Linked DNA regions of Mus musculus: regions 1, 2, 3 and 4 are each linked to region 5. The links are chromatin contacts, called in public HiChIP or PLAC-seq and promoter capture Hi-C maps. All regions are on one chromosome and are shown on one strand. Each heading gives the region's core, a stretch centred on a gene start, on an enhancer-like site or on the middle of the called end of the contact. The rest is flanking DNA. Distances are from core to core; before and after follow the strand shown.

Evidence for each region. Promoter capture Hi-C pulls out the DNA fragments that hold promoters and counts their contacts. HiChIP or PLAC-seq counts read pairs in DNA pulled down with a chosen protein or histone mark.
Region 1: an H3K27ac HiChIP or PLAC-seq map of microglia shows a contact between it and region 5, with 6 times the contacts expected there. The contact joins the promoter of 1110059G10Rik here to the promoter of Fyco1 in region 5. A contact is called at or near these places in 2 of 39 promoter capture datasets (liver and pre-B cells) and 2 of 115 datasets of contacts at active chromatin or transcription factors (astrocytes and microglia).
Region 2: a contact with region 5 is called in a promoter capture Hi-C map of stem cell-derived epiblast-like cells, with 6 times the contacts expected there. The contact joins the promoter of Cdcp1 here to the promoter of Fyco1 in region 5. A contact is called at or near these places in 3 of 39 promoter capture datasets (embryonic stem cells and stem cell-derived epiblast-like cells) and 1 of 115 datasets of contacts at active chromatin or transcription factors (embryonic stem cells).
Region 3: a promoter capture Hi-C map of pre-B cells shows a contact between it and region 5, with 3 times the contacts expected there. The contact joins the promoter of Exosc7 here to the promoter of Fyco1 in region 5. A contact is called at or near these places in 5 of 39 promoter capture datasets (cranial neural crest, erythroid cells, fetal liver and 2 more), 2 of 484 Hi-C or Micro-C datasets (erythroblasts and muscle stem cells) and 2 of 115 datasets of contacts at active chromatin or transcription factors (embryonic stem cells and pro-B cells).
Region 4: a contact with region 5 is called in a promoter capture Hi-C map of stem cell-derived epiblast-like cells, with 5 times the contacts expected there. The contact joins the promoter of Tmem158 here to the promoter of Fyco1 in region 5. A contact is called at or near these places in 10 of 39 promoter capture datasets (the 3T3-L1 cell line, the HPC-7 cell line, cranial neural crest and 5 more), 4 of 484 Hi-C or Micro-C datasets (embryonic stem cells, nephron progenitors and pre-B cells) and 3 of 115 datasets of contacts at active chromatin or transcription factors (astrocytes and embryonic stem cells).

Annotation. Positions count from the first base shown.
Region 1 is chr9:122,949,747-122,952,446 of GRCm38.p6, forward strand. 1110059G10Rik (RIKEN cDNA 1110059G10 gene) reads right to left here and starts at 1,254. Exons shown (of 3, transcript NM_025419.4): 1 at 1,059-1,254. The coding sequence starts at 1,166. Kif15 (kinesin family member 15) reads left to right here and starts at 1,335. Exons shown (of 35, transcript NM_010620.1): 1 at 1,335-1,406. The coding sequence starts at 1,388.
Region 2 is chr9:123,214,614-123,217,328 of GRCm38.p6, forward strand. It overlaps Cdcp1 (CUB domain containing protein 1), which reads right to left and starts at 1,425. Exons shown (of 9, transcript NM_133974.3): 1 at 1,215-1,425. The coding sequence starts at 1,296.
Region 3 is chr9:123,111,966-123,114,665 of GRCm38.p6, forward strand. It overlaps Exosc7 (exosome component 7), which reads left to right and starts at 1,266. Exons shown (of 8, transcript NM_001081188.1): 1 at 1,266-1,357. The coding sequence starts at 1,301. Zdhhc3 (zinc finger, DHHC domain containing 3) reads right to left here and starts at 1,229. Exons shown (of 7, transcript NM_001372538.1): 1 at 1,031-1,229.
Region 4 is chr9:123,259,480-123,262,179 of GRCm38.p6, forward strand. Tmem158 (transmembrane protein 158) reads right to left here and starts at 1,310. Exons shown (of 1, transcript NM_001002267.2): 1 at 1-1,310. The coding sequence starts at 1,066. The coding sequence ends at 206.
Region 5 is chr9:123,850,616-123,853,315 of GRCm38.p6, forward strand. It overlaps Fyco1 (FYVE and coiled-coil domain containing 1), which reads right to left and starts at 1,284. Exons shown (of 18, transcript NM_001110253.2): 1 at 1,166-1,284. It overlaps Xcr1 (chemokine (C motif) receptor 1), which reads right to left. Exons shown (of 2, transcript NM_011798.4): 2 at 1,700-2,700. It overlaps Gm51700 (a long non-coding RNA gene), which reads left to right. Exons shown (of 2, transcript XR_003948283.1): 1 at 1-386; 2 at 616-1,348.

The DNA.
Region 1 (2,700 bases), core at 4-2,503, 900 kb before region 5:
GGCTGGTCTGGAAGTCAGAGATCTGCCTGCTTCTTCATTCTGAGTTCTAGGATTCAAAGACATGTGCCACCACTGCCCAGCAGATACTATTAGCTGCTATTCAAGGACACACAAATAGTTATATAAAAGGTTTTGTACATAAACAATACTGTACATAATTGTTTAACTTTTGAAATTTATCAAACAGAAACCTAGTACTCACTGTACAAATGTAACAATTATATTTTGTCAGCTAAGTCAAAACATTTCTACTTTTTAACTAAGAAAGGTTTTGCATACTTTGAGATAAATACAGAATTATCTCATTTTTCAAGCAACTGTCTAATATTTAATTTTGGGCAGTCATCTTATGGGGAATACCCTGCATGACTTGGCCTTTGCCCACTACTATATTTTATCCCATGTAACTTTCACAGCTTCTAAGAGTCTAGACAACTAAGTTTGAGTACTCAACTGTCCATTATGTCTGTCTTTTTTTCTCAAACTGTGTCTAGGATGCTCCAGGCCATCTCTTACATAGCTAGCCCTCAAAACTAAAGAATCCCTAGATGCGCTTTTGAACACAACTGCATGTCCTCTTGTTTGACCTGTGCATAGCTTCTCGGCAGCAAGAACGCATTGTGTTTTCAATGTTACCTTCATTAGACAACCCCCTTTGAGAAGTACTGTTTCATTTCCCTATCTTGAGACACACAGCTTGGTAAACAGCAGGGGTTCTACTAGTCCTGGCTGATTCCTTCAAAGACTCCTGATTCGAGTCGTTTAATCAAGTGGCTTCGGTCTCCTTATCTGAAAAAGGGGACGACGCTGTCAATCACCTTGCTCAGGTAAAGTGAGATCCGCAAGTAAGAAAGGACAGAAAAGCTGTCTAGACTAGCTACTAGGGCTAGGTCGTTTTCAAGAATAGCACCCTGCAAGTAAGAATTCCTGGACCCGAGAGGCCAGACCTGGGGTCCGGCTGGTCGCGAGTGAGGGACCTGTCAGTTACGTCGGCACCGAGGAGCCGGAAGTGGGGTGGAGATAGAGGGTCTGACTCGGGGCGACTCCCGCGGCCTCACCTTGGTCTCTACGGTGGGCCCCTCCTTGTAGCCGACTCTCTCTTTGAAGCGGGACAGGAAGGCGGGCTCTGCGGGCCGCACATAGGACACTTGGTTCCGCTTGCTCATGGTAGTTCTGGTTCTGACCAACAATAAATAGCACTCGGCAGACTTGGCAGGGTACAAAGTGTCTGTCGCCCGCGCGGACTTCTGACGTAGACCGTGTTAGTGACGCCATCCGACCACGCCCAGGAGGCGTGGTCCGTTGGGGCGCCAAATTCAAATCTGCGGCCATCTTGAAGGGAGGATTCTGGTGGTCCTGGCGTAAGCGAATCTCGGACGGGGTCGCCATGGCCCCCGGCTGCAAATGTAAGTTGCGAGCCTGCCTGGTGAACTCATCGCCGCTGGCAGATGCCGGTGCTACGGGGCGTCACCTCTTAGGGCGCCCCGCGAGGGCGACGACGGCACACGCAGTGGGAACCCGAGTTCCTCACGGAGCGCGGGCGTCCCGCCTCGGCCACCCTACACCCGAGCGCTCTTCTCTGTGCATGGGACCCTGCTGTTTCCTTGCTGGCTTCTGGTGTCCTGAGGGCGGCCCTTGCGCTGCACTTGATGCTTGATTACCTATTTCTGCCTTTTTTGAAGGGAAGGGATTTGTGTTCCCTTCGGTGGCCTACCCTCAGAGGAGGGAACTTTAAAGCGAATTGCAACGGTCCCTTTACAACAGTTCCCATTCTTCATGCAAGACTTCATGAGTTCCTGAAACCAGAACTGTATCTTAGTACAGAACCCTATAGATAATGTGCTCTGTAAACTAAGTGTACTAAGATTAGCTAATACTAAAATACCTCAATTATAGTAATAGACAGTAATAGTTATTTGAAAGTAGTCTTTGCCTCAATTATAGTAATAGACAGTAATAGTTATTTGAAAGTAGTCTTTGACATAGTGTCTTATTATACCGGTCTTTTATCCTATGAGATTCTACGGTGTCTACTTGCTGAGAGAAATTCTGTAGACAGTATGACAGAGTTAGTATCCAAAAGTCACTTGAACACAAGCATTGTGATATAGCCACTTGATCTAATAACAAATGGCTGAGACTGTTAGGAGAGTAGTGTTTATAGTACCTGGCTAAAAAGAGTTGTGTAGCATGAGGCTTTATATTGAGACCTTGTTTAAAAAAAAAAAAAAAAAAAGGCTTAGAAATTGTTTCATTCTGAATTTTCTATTTAGTTGTTTTAGATTGTGATTGATGGCTGAGGAAAAAAACATAGAAAAAAGAAGTGCAGATTATGAGTAGACTAATATATATATTAATCTGTTTTCATCACAAAGAGATTGATTTAATCCCCCACTTCCAACGTATATGAGTGCCACCTCTTATATTGCCTATTATCTTTCTTAAATTATTTTTAATTATTGGTGTGTATGTGAGTGCACATGCATGTGTATATGTGTGCACAGCTGCGAGTGTAGTTTGTGTGTAGGTTGCTTGTGTGGGTGAAGATGGCCGTGGAGTGGTTGGATACTCTAGAGCTAGCATTATGAGTGGTTGTGAGCTTCTGAATATGGGTGCTGGCATGTGTGGTTTTTTTTTTTTTCCTTTGTTTTTCGGCTGATTATAAGATTTGAGAATAAAATGAGATACTTGAGAAAATTG
Region 2 (2,715 bases), core at 175-2,674, 640 kb before region 5:
GCCCAGTTTATAAAGTGCTGGGAATTGAACCCAGGGCTTTGTACTTGCTAGGCAGACACTCTACAACCGGGACTACATACTTTGTCCCTTAAATGGATTGAAAACTCACTCCTAAGAAAGTGGTGGCCCACATCTGTAATGAATTCCAGGAGTATGGAGTGGGAGCATGAAACTCAGTAGTTTTAAGGCCAGCTTGGGAGACACCGGGAGACCCAGAAAAACAGAAACCAAACCCTAGCTAGCAACAACAAAATATATACCACAGTGTGTCTGTGTGTGTAGTTTAAAAGGAGGTCTTAAGTCTTCCTGTTTACTATGCAGTTATATATCACCTAATGTTGGAAAAAGAAACCAGGAAGTTTTCCTGCGGCTTACGCCCAAGTCTAACCACACCGTTTTAATTTTATTCTTTAATTTATGCTAATTTATCTACCTGTCCAACACAAACAAACACCCCCTTAGTTGTTGATATTACAGACCCCAACTATGACTTGGACCGTACTATTTTTTAAAACATAAAAACCTGTGCGAGTCTGAGAAAGAGCCTCACATCAAGTTCTTACTTGAAGAAAGCTAGTTTTATTCGCGGTATTCTACTCCTAGGGCCCACAAATCCTATTCTTTCCTGGAGCGATCTCCGAGATCAGAGCAGCCTCTACTCCCAATCCAAACTACTCGAAATTCACAGGCTCCACGGAATTACACTCCAACCTTCCACCAGGGAAGAGGTGGGGCACCTGTGGGGTCTCTGCAGCTAGATGCCCGCTGCTGCCTGGTGACTGTCCGCTTGAAGCTGTCCTTAGGCCTCAGGATGAGCGGGCGCGCACGCACGGACAGCTAAAATGGTACCTCAGCGGGAAGTCAAACCACCCTCTTCTTGCACTCACTTCTCTGGCCCAGGTGTGGAGTGGGCCCGAAGAAGAAAGCTCTCCCACGTCCCAATCGAGTATCCCTAAGAGTCTCAGCAAAGTACCCATGGCACAATGTGCTGCCTGGAGAACGTCCTCCTAAGGCTTGTTCCGCGCGCTTATTTGTTCCTAGGCCAGGGAAGCTCACCCAGGTCCAGGACTCTCCCACGTGCCTGAGCGCTGGGGCGAGTCGTCCCGGGGACCTCGCCCCACCATCTAGGACTGTGCTACCAGGTCCGGATCGTGTAACCCCTGAACACGCGCCACCTCCAGGCACCTCCCTGGCCGGCCACAGGTTGCTCTTACCTGTCCCGCGCAGCAGGCGTGCTGTGCCCAGCAGCAGGGCCCCCAGCAGTGCGACTGAGAACCCGCAGGCCGAGTGGGCCATGACTCGGGGGGCGCCTCGGTCTCCCTAGGGCACGACTGTGGCCTGTGTCTGCGAGTGGCCTCGGTGGCGCCTAGGCACCGAAACGCAGCTGCGCCCCGCCCTGCCCCGCCGCTCACCTGCGCGCAGGACCCCGCCCCGCCCGCTCAGCAAGAGCGAGGGTGACCCACGCTTCCTCTGTGGCCTCCTCCTCTTCCTGCCTCAGCTCAGGTACTACCCTCCCTTGCCCGGTGGCCTTGAGGCAAATTTGTCCCCGCCTTCCCGGGCTTCAGTTCCTTTCTCAAAGTCCAAAAGACTTTGTTGCCAGCCAGCTCCTTCTCCTTCCGCTGTTCAGGTGTGCTGGTTGAGGTTCCTGTTGGTCACTGATCCCCAACCTTTTGGCTTTCTCTGTTGCTGGACAGGGGCCTAGGCCTGCTCCAGCTTCTCCCCTGCAGTGTCCAGAGTTCACCAGCTCTTCCCAGTGTCAGACAAGATAAGCTTTCCTATTTGGGCAACGAGCCCAAAGATGCCAAAGCAGGGCAAAGTTAGGACAGATGTGAAGGCACGGGGTGGGTTCTGCCAAGTTGCTGGGTTGTTCTTTATTGAAGTAAGGGTTTCACAGATGCTGGACGAGGGTGCTAGAACGAGACACTTCAGAAACCCTGCGTTGATTGTGGGAAGAGTAGATTGAATGGGTGCATGAGACTGGAAAGGCTCAAGAGAAGAAACCCAAGCAGGTGCACAAGGCCCTTAGCTGGGTTGTGAGTAGGGGAGTGGGCACAGTGCTACTGAGTTGGGCAGTGGGTGTGAGCGTGAAGGATTCTGATCAGAAGCTGGTCTGTCCTGCAGCCAATCTCTTCTCAGATATAGCTAGGTTACCTAGTTCTGGTTTAAGAGGTCTTGTGGAGTCTTCTATCCTCTAGGCCAGAGGTTCTCAACCTTTCTAATAATGCAACCCTTTAATACAGTTCCTCATGTTGTGATGACCCCCCTACCATGAAATTATTCATTGATACTTCATAACTATAATTTTGCTTATATTATGAATCTTAATGTACATATCTTTGTTTTCTGATGGTTTTAGGCAATCCCTGTGCAAATGTTATTTGACCTCCAAAGAGGTTGCAACCCACAGGTTGAAAACCACTGCTCTAGGCCATCCCATGTCCTGAATCACAGGCAGTGATGGTAGATGGTCTGGGACCTCGTGGATGGCAAGCCAGATTTCAGCCCAAAGGATTCAGTGGCCCTATGCATTTACTGTGCCCATGGCCAAGGTCACTCAGACCTTTCCAGGAATCTATGACAGAAACAGAAGCCCATGCCCCAGTATCAGTCAGAGTGTGGCCCCAATTTCTCTTTAGCTTCTGGAAAATCTGAGCTAATACTCAACGGAGATGAAAAGTCACTTCTCCAGAGCTTCATCCCTTTCTTCTCAGTTTC
Region 3 (2,700 bases), core at 16-2,515, 740 kb before region 5:
AATCTCAGCGTAGTCAGTAATCCACTATGACAACTCTAATCACCATGCTCTGTGGCTATGCTCACAAGAGCCTTCCCTTCTACCCTGGAGGACTCTGGTTAGTGTTCTGTTTACTTACTTAGTTAGCACAAGAGAAAAAAAGCCTTTTTTCGACGAGTGGGGGCAGTGTCTTTGAGACAGGATCTCACTATGTGGCTCAGGCTGTCCTTGAACTCACAGTGTAGAACAGGCTGACCTCGAATTCAGAGATCCGCCTAGCTCTGTCTCCCAAACGCTGGGATTAAAGGCAAAGGGTGGCCAGCACCTTTTATTTCTTGATGATTAAGCTGAAGGGTTACTTTTGTTTAAAATAGAACACCAGGTAAGTCTCTACCAAGTCTCCCCTCATTTTCTCAGAGAGACCCTTTAAAACTTAGTTCATATCCCCTCTCTTCCTTAAAGGGCCCCTCACTATGACCCCAGCTTCACCTTGCAGGCATCCTTTCTGGATAACCTAGGTCCCATATCCTCCCAGGGTCGGTTTTCTTTCATGAAGTTATCCATCTTCCCCGGAGATCCCTTCCATCCAGGCATCCCGAAGTGCAAGACACTCTCCCTACTCTCTTTGGGACAATACTCCAGCAACCGCACGGGGCAAGGGTAACTTGCAAAGCTCTGGGCCATTATCTGATGATGGGCAGTAGGGGAGGAAAGGATGAGGGAAGACAGGACAGAGATCGATCCCTGGAATGGAAGGAGGGGTGAGAAAATTGAGAAGCTGGCGCCCCATTCCTGGTGCAGACCCTTCCCGACCAGTGACCTAATGAGGGATCCATGGTCTCTTTCCTTCAGCCATCCTAGGGACCAACTAGGAGGGGGTTGAGGAGATGGTCCCTCATGGGCAGCACGACTTCCGCCTTCCTGAAGTGTCTCACGTGCGCGCGCTCGGCTACTTCGACTCCGGCCCGAGCGCTCGGGTTGCGCGCTTCCCATCCAGTCCCGGCTGGGGCCCCGCGCCTCCCTCCTTCTGGGGCTTCCCCACTGCACTGACCGTCAATCTGGAGGCAGCTAGCAGTCCCGCGCCGCCTGCTGCTGCCCCGGGGCCCAGCCGCCAGCGTCCGCGATGGCACGGGCACCCGGCGCCACGGCTTGCCGGACTCGGCCTCACACGGGGCGGTGCGAAGGAGAAGCCCATGGAGCTCCAGGCGGTGGCGGCAGCCGCGGCTGCGGGAGCGGCCACCGCGCGGGCTGATGACGCGCAGGCGCGGTGGGGAGAGGCGCGAGCTGATGACACGCCAGCGCGCGCGGTGAGCTGAGCAGCATGGCGTCGGTGGCGCTAAGCGAGGCCGAGAAGGTCTACATCGTTCATGGAGTGCAGGTAGCGGTGGCGGCCGCGAGTGCAGGCCATATTGCGCAGGGAGGAGGTGCGGGGCGGCCACGTGGTCAGGACGGACGCCCGAGGCTTAGTGCTGCAGCGAGTGTGCGTCCTGTATGCCTAGATGTCCACAGCTCTCGGGATGGAGGAGATTCCTAGCTCATCAGGGAGCGGCGGGCGGGCAGTTCCCGAGGCTGCAGTTTAATGAAGGAATGTCCTTGTGGCCTCTGCACGACCTGAGAGTGCAGTGCCCGAGATCCTGTAATCAGAATAGCGGCACGTGAATGGACTCTGGTGACTTTGCACACAGAGGCCGTGTATCCGAGGGGGAAAAGGACTTTAAAATTCTGACAGCAAACACCACACGCCACACACCCCCTAAAAACAGGAAAGAAGGAAATGCATCGGTAATAGAGTGCGTGCTTAGCATGCTCCAGACCTTGGTGGCTGGCACCTGTAATCCCAGCAGCTGGGAAGTGGAGACAAGAGAATCAGGAGTTTAAGGCCAGACTGAGCTATAAAGACCCAATCTTAAGAGAAATCACGCTGACATATACACACACATGTCTTACAAATAGAGAAAAATAGGGAGTGTTTTTCTTTCTGGCGGTGCTGGAGGTTGAACCTCTTGGCCTTGTGCATGCTAGGCAGGCATTCTATCATGGAACCGCATTCTCAACCCTTTTGTTTTTTTGCTTTTTTTTTTTGAGGAGGAGAGCTTTATATCCAAGGCTGGTGTGTAACTCCTATCAGTCCTGCCTTGGCAGAAGGCATGCCTTTTCACCACCCGCTGAGAAGAATTTTTCAAAGCAGACTGGTAGTCTATGGTGTAATTGTTGATTTACCTGTTTTACTTGTGGGGCGCTTAGATCTTTGGGTAGCTACAATGACTACCGCGATCTGGGCTCAGTCCTGCTTTTGAACGTTCAAGAGAAGTGAAGAATGTTTCCTGGCAACCATAATCTAGTATTCTACAAGCCTTGTCCCTACAGTTGATCTTGTGATGTAGTCATCATAGTAAGGTGACCTGTTACCATTTAAACTACATAATGCAAGTGAAAGCATGTTCTTTTCTAAATCATATGACATACTGTTATTTTCTACTTCATATAGAGTAAGGAATGCCAAAATTCAGTCATTAGGTTTCATATTAAACTTGAGTAATAAAAATCCAAACCCACAACTCATTAGCTTTTTAGTTCAAGATCAGGTTTAGTAATAGTGGGGTATATGCACAGTGGGTTGTATGGGAATGTTAAAGTAGTCAATCCTAGGGGTGGGGCTTCCCTTTTAGTTTTTAATTTTTTTTTTTTTGCCAGAAGTGTGACTCTGTCATTCCATATCCC
Region 4 (2,700 bases), core at 60-2,559, 590 kb before region 5:
CACCCTTCAGCCCGAGAGCTTGCCCCTGCTCTTCCGAACCAGAACCTCAGCACAAACCCCACTTTCCCACCTCATTTGTGCCTCTCTGCGGTCCCCTCCCGGGAAAAGGATGAACAATAAGGACAGCACGAAGCGCACCTGCCCCGTCTCCGGTGAGGAAGGCGCGTGCGAGCGCTTACACAGCGCGGACGCGGGGCGGAGGGGGTCACTTAGGAGCCACCCCCGAGGTGACAGCCGCGGCAGCAGCAGCAGCAGCTGCAGCAGCGGCGGCGGCAGCGGCGGTAGTCCCCGCGGGTACGGCTGCAGGAGCGGCCGCGGGGGCGCCGGCGGTGGTCCGGCGCTGCTCCATGCCGTTGGGCAGGAAGCCGGCAATGATGGGCACCGGCCAGATGAGGGCGGCCACGCTCCACACCACGATGACCAGGGTCATGAAGCAGGCCACCAGCGTAGACTCGATGGGCTTGCGGTTCAGCCGCCAGCCCGGCTCGCCCTGCAGCTCCTCCAGGCTGAAGTCCAGGCAGCAGAAGTGACGAGGCTCGCCCTGCAGCCACAGCGGCCCCGGCTCGGCCGCCGGGTAGGCAGGCAGCGCGGTGGGAGCCCCGGCGGGAGCCCGCAGGCGGCCGCGCACCCAGCCGCAGCCCACGCACAGGCGCAGGTCTTGCTGCGCGCCGCCCGCCGCCAGCCCCAGATGCTCGATGAGCAGTGGTGGCCCGACGCGGTGGAAGGCGGCGGCGAAGAAGGCGCGGCCGTGCGCGTTGGTAGAGAAGAGCAGCAGGTCGCACTGCAAGCCCCGCGGGCGGCCCCAGCGCACGAGCAGCGAGCTCAGCATCTGTCGTTGCACGCTGATGTTGCAGGGCGCCGCCGGAGCCTCCTCTGGGCCCGCGCGCTCTGGGGGCGCCGATGCCGCCGATGCCAGCAGACGCGGGGTGGAGTGTTCGTTGGTGAAGGACGCATTGGCCGAGGCGTTTGGGGGCGTCCCTGCAAGGCCGGGCGCATCCGTGGCCCCGCCGTGCGCCGGCGGCAGCTGGCAGGCGGCGGCCAGTAGCGCGGCGAGAAGGGGCAGCATGGCCTGTGGCGAGCGCCTACGCGCGCGGGGCAGGCGGCGGCTGCATGGCGCGCAGGCGACCGTCCGGTGAGGGAACCGCGGGGCCTGGAAGGCCGAGGCGGAACTCTGCCAGTGTATTGGGACGACACCGGCTCACGGGCCGCGATGGCCTCTTCAGACTCCGCTCGTCGAGGTTCCGCTGCCCCCAGAGCTGGGGCCCTTGGACGGCCAGGAGGCTCTGCTGGCTCGCGGCGAAACGAGAGAGGATTCCCCTGCTCGGCTCCGCCTTCCGCGCGCCCCGCCCCCGGCTCACCGGGTGCGGGGAATTGGGAGGGCGGGGCTCCACTCGCAGGGGCGGGAACTGAAGACCTGAGCGACAGGGCGGTGCGTGGAGGCGGAGCGAGGGGACCCCCGAGGGCGGGAAGCCCAGAGCGAGTCCCGGAGCCCAGACAGTCCCTCTGTCACGCCCCCAGGAGAGCTAATCAGTACCTCCTTTCTGCTTAGGAGAAACTAAGAAGGGAGAAAGTCTCCGGGCTACCTCAGGAGCCAGAGACAGGACTCTTGTACCTTTCTGCTGAGTTCAGAAATTCAGATCTGGAGTCTGGCTGGTTTTAATGTGTCTTCACCACAATAGATACATATGGGTTTTTTTGTTGTTGTTGTTGTTTTGTTTTTTGTTTTGTTTTTGTTTCGTTGTTTTGTTTTACAGGAAGAGAACTCATAAAAAAATCCTCAAAATTCTGAAGTTTTGGTGTTGGTTGGGGCAATGGGAATGCAAATCCCACAGGTCGGATGCTTGAGGACACCTGCAGTCTAGTGTGCACATAGACACAAAAAATTTGTATGTTAGAGTCCATGAATATCAGTCTTCCGGGATGTATATTGTGGAGAGGTGGAGTTGTCAAGAGTAATTTAATAGGATACAATTTATATTAAGAAGCCTACCTGAGTCCTGAGCTTGATGGTACAAGTCTGTAATCCCAAGTGAGAATCCAGAGTCCAAGTTCCTTGGAGAGGCCAGCCTGGGCTACCTGAAAACCTGTCTCAAATAAACAAAATCCAGTACTAAGGTGGTGAGGAGAATTATGAGTTTGAGGACAGCCTGGGCTACACAGAAAGATGCTTTCTGTAAAGAACAAAAAACGTTCTTGGGAAGAAGAGGCAGCTCAGTTGGAAGGGTGCTTTCCTAGTGTCCTAGCAAGCCCAGGGTTCAATCCCCATCACAAAAAGGAGCAAACTGCACTTCCCTTGTTTTCTGGCCTCACACTTGGAAACTAATGTCAACTGACCCCTAAAATGGCTTGAAACAGTTGTGCTCTGTAAATCTAAGAGTGACCCTCCCTCTAAGCCAGCTAAGCTTTCCCAAGGGCCTGTGAAGGACAGGATGACAGCCATTGCTGGGTACAAAGTGCTAAATATATTTCTCTAAATAGTTCTCTCTCTCTCTTTCATTCTTTCTCCTGCTCTTTCTTTTGAGTCAAGGTTTCACTTCGTAGCTTTAGCTGTCCTGGAACTTATTATGTAGACCAGACCGGCCTCAAACTCTCAGAGATCCACTTGCCCCTGCTTCTTGAGTTCTGGGACTAAAGCCATGTACCACTAAACCCATCTTCTAAGTTGTTTTCTAACAAATAGTAACATTGGAATGAGGGAGA
Region 5 (2,700 bases), core at 34-2,533:
CTGTATACGTTATCTATTTTCTTAATAAAATAAACAATTTTCAAGAAGTGATACACAAATATGAACATTAAACAAACAGATAAATTCTGTCTCCTAAAGCTATAGTTTTTTTTGTTTTTGTTTTTGTTTTTTTCAGATCCTTTTAGGTAAAGGAGGCTGACAGTCAGCCCTGGGCTGATTTCCAGGATAACAATCCTGGCCCATAATCAGTATTCTGCATTTCAACACAGCAGAACTGGTTGTCATAGACCGAGAGTGTCGGGGCAGCCAGGAGGTTGCAAAACTAAAAGTAGAAACCCACAGCTCCCTTCCCCCAACCCAGCAACAGCAGCAAGCAGATGGCAGAGGAATTAACCTGCTTCAGACCACCATTGCTGAGAGAGGCTGTAAGTAGATTAAGTCCTGAGCCTCTGCCCCATTTCTGTCTGGAAAGGAAACCACCTGTGTTAAGTCAAACAATCATAGGGACAGAAAGAAACAAGTGCTGTTTTTTCTGCAGGAGACAGCCCAGCCGTGGGAACTTTGCAGAGTGACACAGAGAATCATAGCATTAATAGGAAGCTACTTGACTTGGCTTAAGTGTCAACTACATGTTCTCTTCTTTTATGCAAATAGGATGTCGCTCCGCCCTGCCCCCCATCCGCAGCCCAAGCCTGGGTGCCAACAGGACAAGCTACCACACCAGATACATTCAGTCGTCCTACAGGTGTTTCCAGAAACTTGACCGCAGAGCCCCCTTGAACTATCTGAGCATAAGGGCAGCGGGTCAGGTCAGCGAAGATACAAAAGGAACAAACTGTGTCTCCTGGACCGAAGGGGCGTCAGGAGTCCTGCAGAGAGGAGGGTTTGGCTTTCTGGGGATCAAGTCCCAGTGCCCGCGAGAACTTCGGGGTTTGGCTGCTGTGCCAGGGGTTCGGGGAGAGCTGCCGAAGCTCCGCCTCACAGGGCGGCCCCCTTCTGCCGGCTCCGATCTTGGAACAGTGTTGAGGGTCTTTCTACGACCCCGCAGACAGCCTGCGTATTGGAGCTAACCTCTCTGGAGAGAGGGTTCTCCCGAGGCGCCCTGTGTGGGAGGGGACGACCCACGCCCCCACGAAGCTTCCGCGCCGACGTCCAGAAAGGCCCCAGTGTCCCCGATGCCTGTCCGGGCGCCTGCGGCACTTACACGCTCGTGGGTCCTCCGCTGGGCAGAAACGAAACTTTCTAGGGCCGAGCGGAAGAGTAGGCGAGCACAGAGCCGACTGCCATGAAGCGCCCAGTAGCCCCAGAGCGCGCGCGGACTACAACTCCCGGCATGCCTCACGGATGGCCTACAACTCCCGGCATGCTTCACGGATGGCCTACAACTCCCGGCATGCTTCACGGATGGCCTACAACTCCCGGCATGCTTCACGGATGGCCTACAACTCCCGGCATGCTTCACGGATGGCCTACAACTCCCATCGGGTGCAACTGGACGGTGGACGCTAACTACGACTCCCGGCATGTCTCACGGCAGACGTCACTTCCTGAAACTCGAACAAGCTTCGGATACCCGGAAGTCGTGTGTAGAATCCTGAACGAGTGCTGTTTACTGTTGTTAAGCTCATGCATTGTGACCGATTGGCTTTGAACTGTGCATGAGCTGTAAATATAAAATAATGTGCCCGATTCCGAAACCCCCCAAACAATCTGAGAATAATCTCATTAGTATTTTTGTACTATTACGTTTTATTTATGAAGCTAAAAAAAAATGAACTTAGTATGTACTGCTGGACCTAAGTTCTCAGTTTTTGTTTCCCCCTCATTAACAGACACTTAAAAAACAGTGTTTGAAAATATGTGCTAAAGAACTACCATGCTTAGCTTCCTCAGTCCCGTGTTTGCTTGTTGCTGAGTTGCAAAGCACCCTGAAGCCTGGTGCAATAGAACACTGCATTCCAAGTCCAGTATGGATGAACATGCTAAAGACAGGGGACAGTACATAGGAATGTCAGCCCATGATTAGGTTCGCTTCTTAGCTCTGGCTGGCTCCTCACACTGCCTTATTTTCATCATGTTAGCTAGAAATGCTTGTGTACCTTACAGGACTTAGCTAATAGTGGCATCTGCCAGACTTCAGCATTCCAGGTTCTCAGGATAAATTCATACAGGAAGGAAAAGAAATCTTTTAAGTTAATTTCATATTTTATACTGGAGGTATATGAGACAACATATTAACTTGATGGAGTTGTCAGTTTGTGGATGAGGATAAAAAAAACCTCACGAAGAGAAATGATTCCCCTTTCTGTTAACAAAGGAAAACAAAAAAAAGGGAAGAAGTGGGAGGAAATGACATCAGAAATAAAGATTTATCAATAGAGTGAACTAAGAAAAACTTGCTCTGACTACAGCCTGAACAGCTTTGGGATGTTAAGATTGAGAGTGTGAGGCATGTGGAAGACAACCTTGTGAAGGAATATGTGGGGTGGAGAGCACTGTGCCACAGAGTCCTGATCTGCTGTACATGGTGTCAGATCTAAGATGGCTCCCGGGACACCAGTGAGACAGCAAAAAGGAACTAAGGTCAAGACAGTGGCTGCTTCTGAGTCTTCACAAAAGTCCCTACAGGTGACAATGCTCGCCACACCCCTTCTCTCTGAGTTACCTCATCAGTCACAGCTTTTATTGGGATATGGTGAGATGTAGTAAGTTATGCTTGGCCAAGGATTTAGGGGCTTG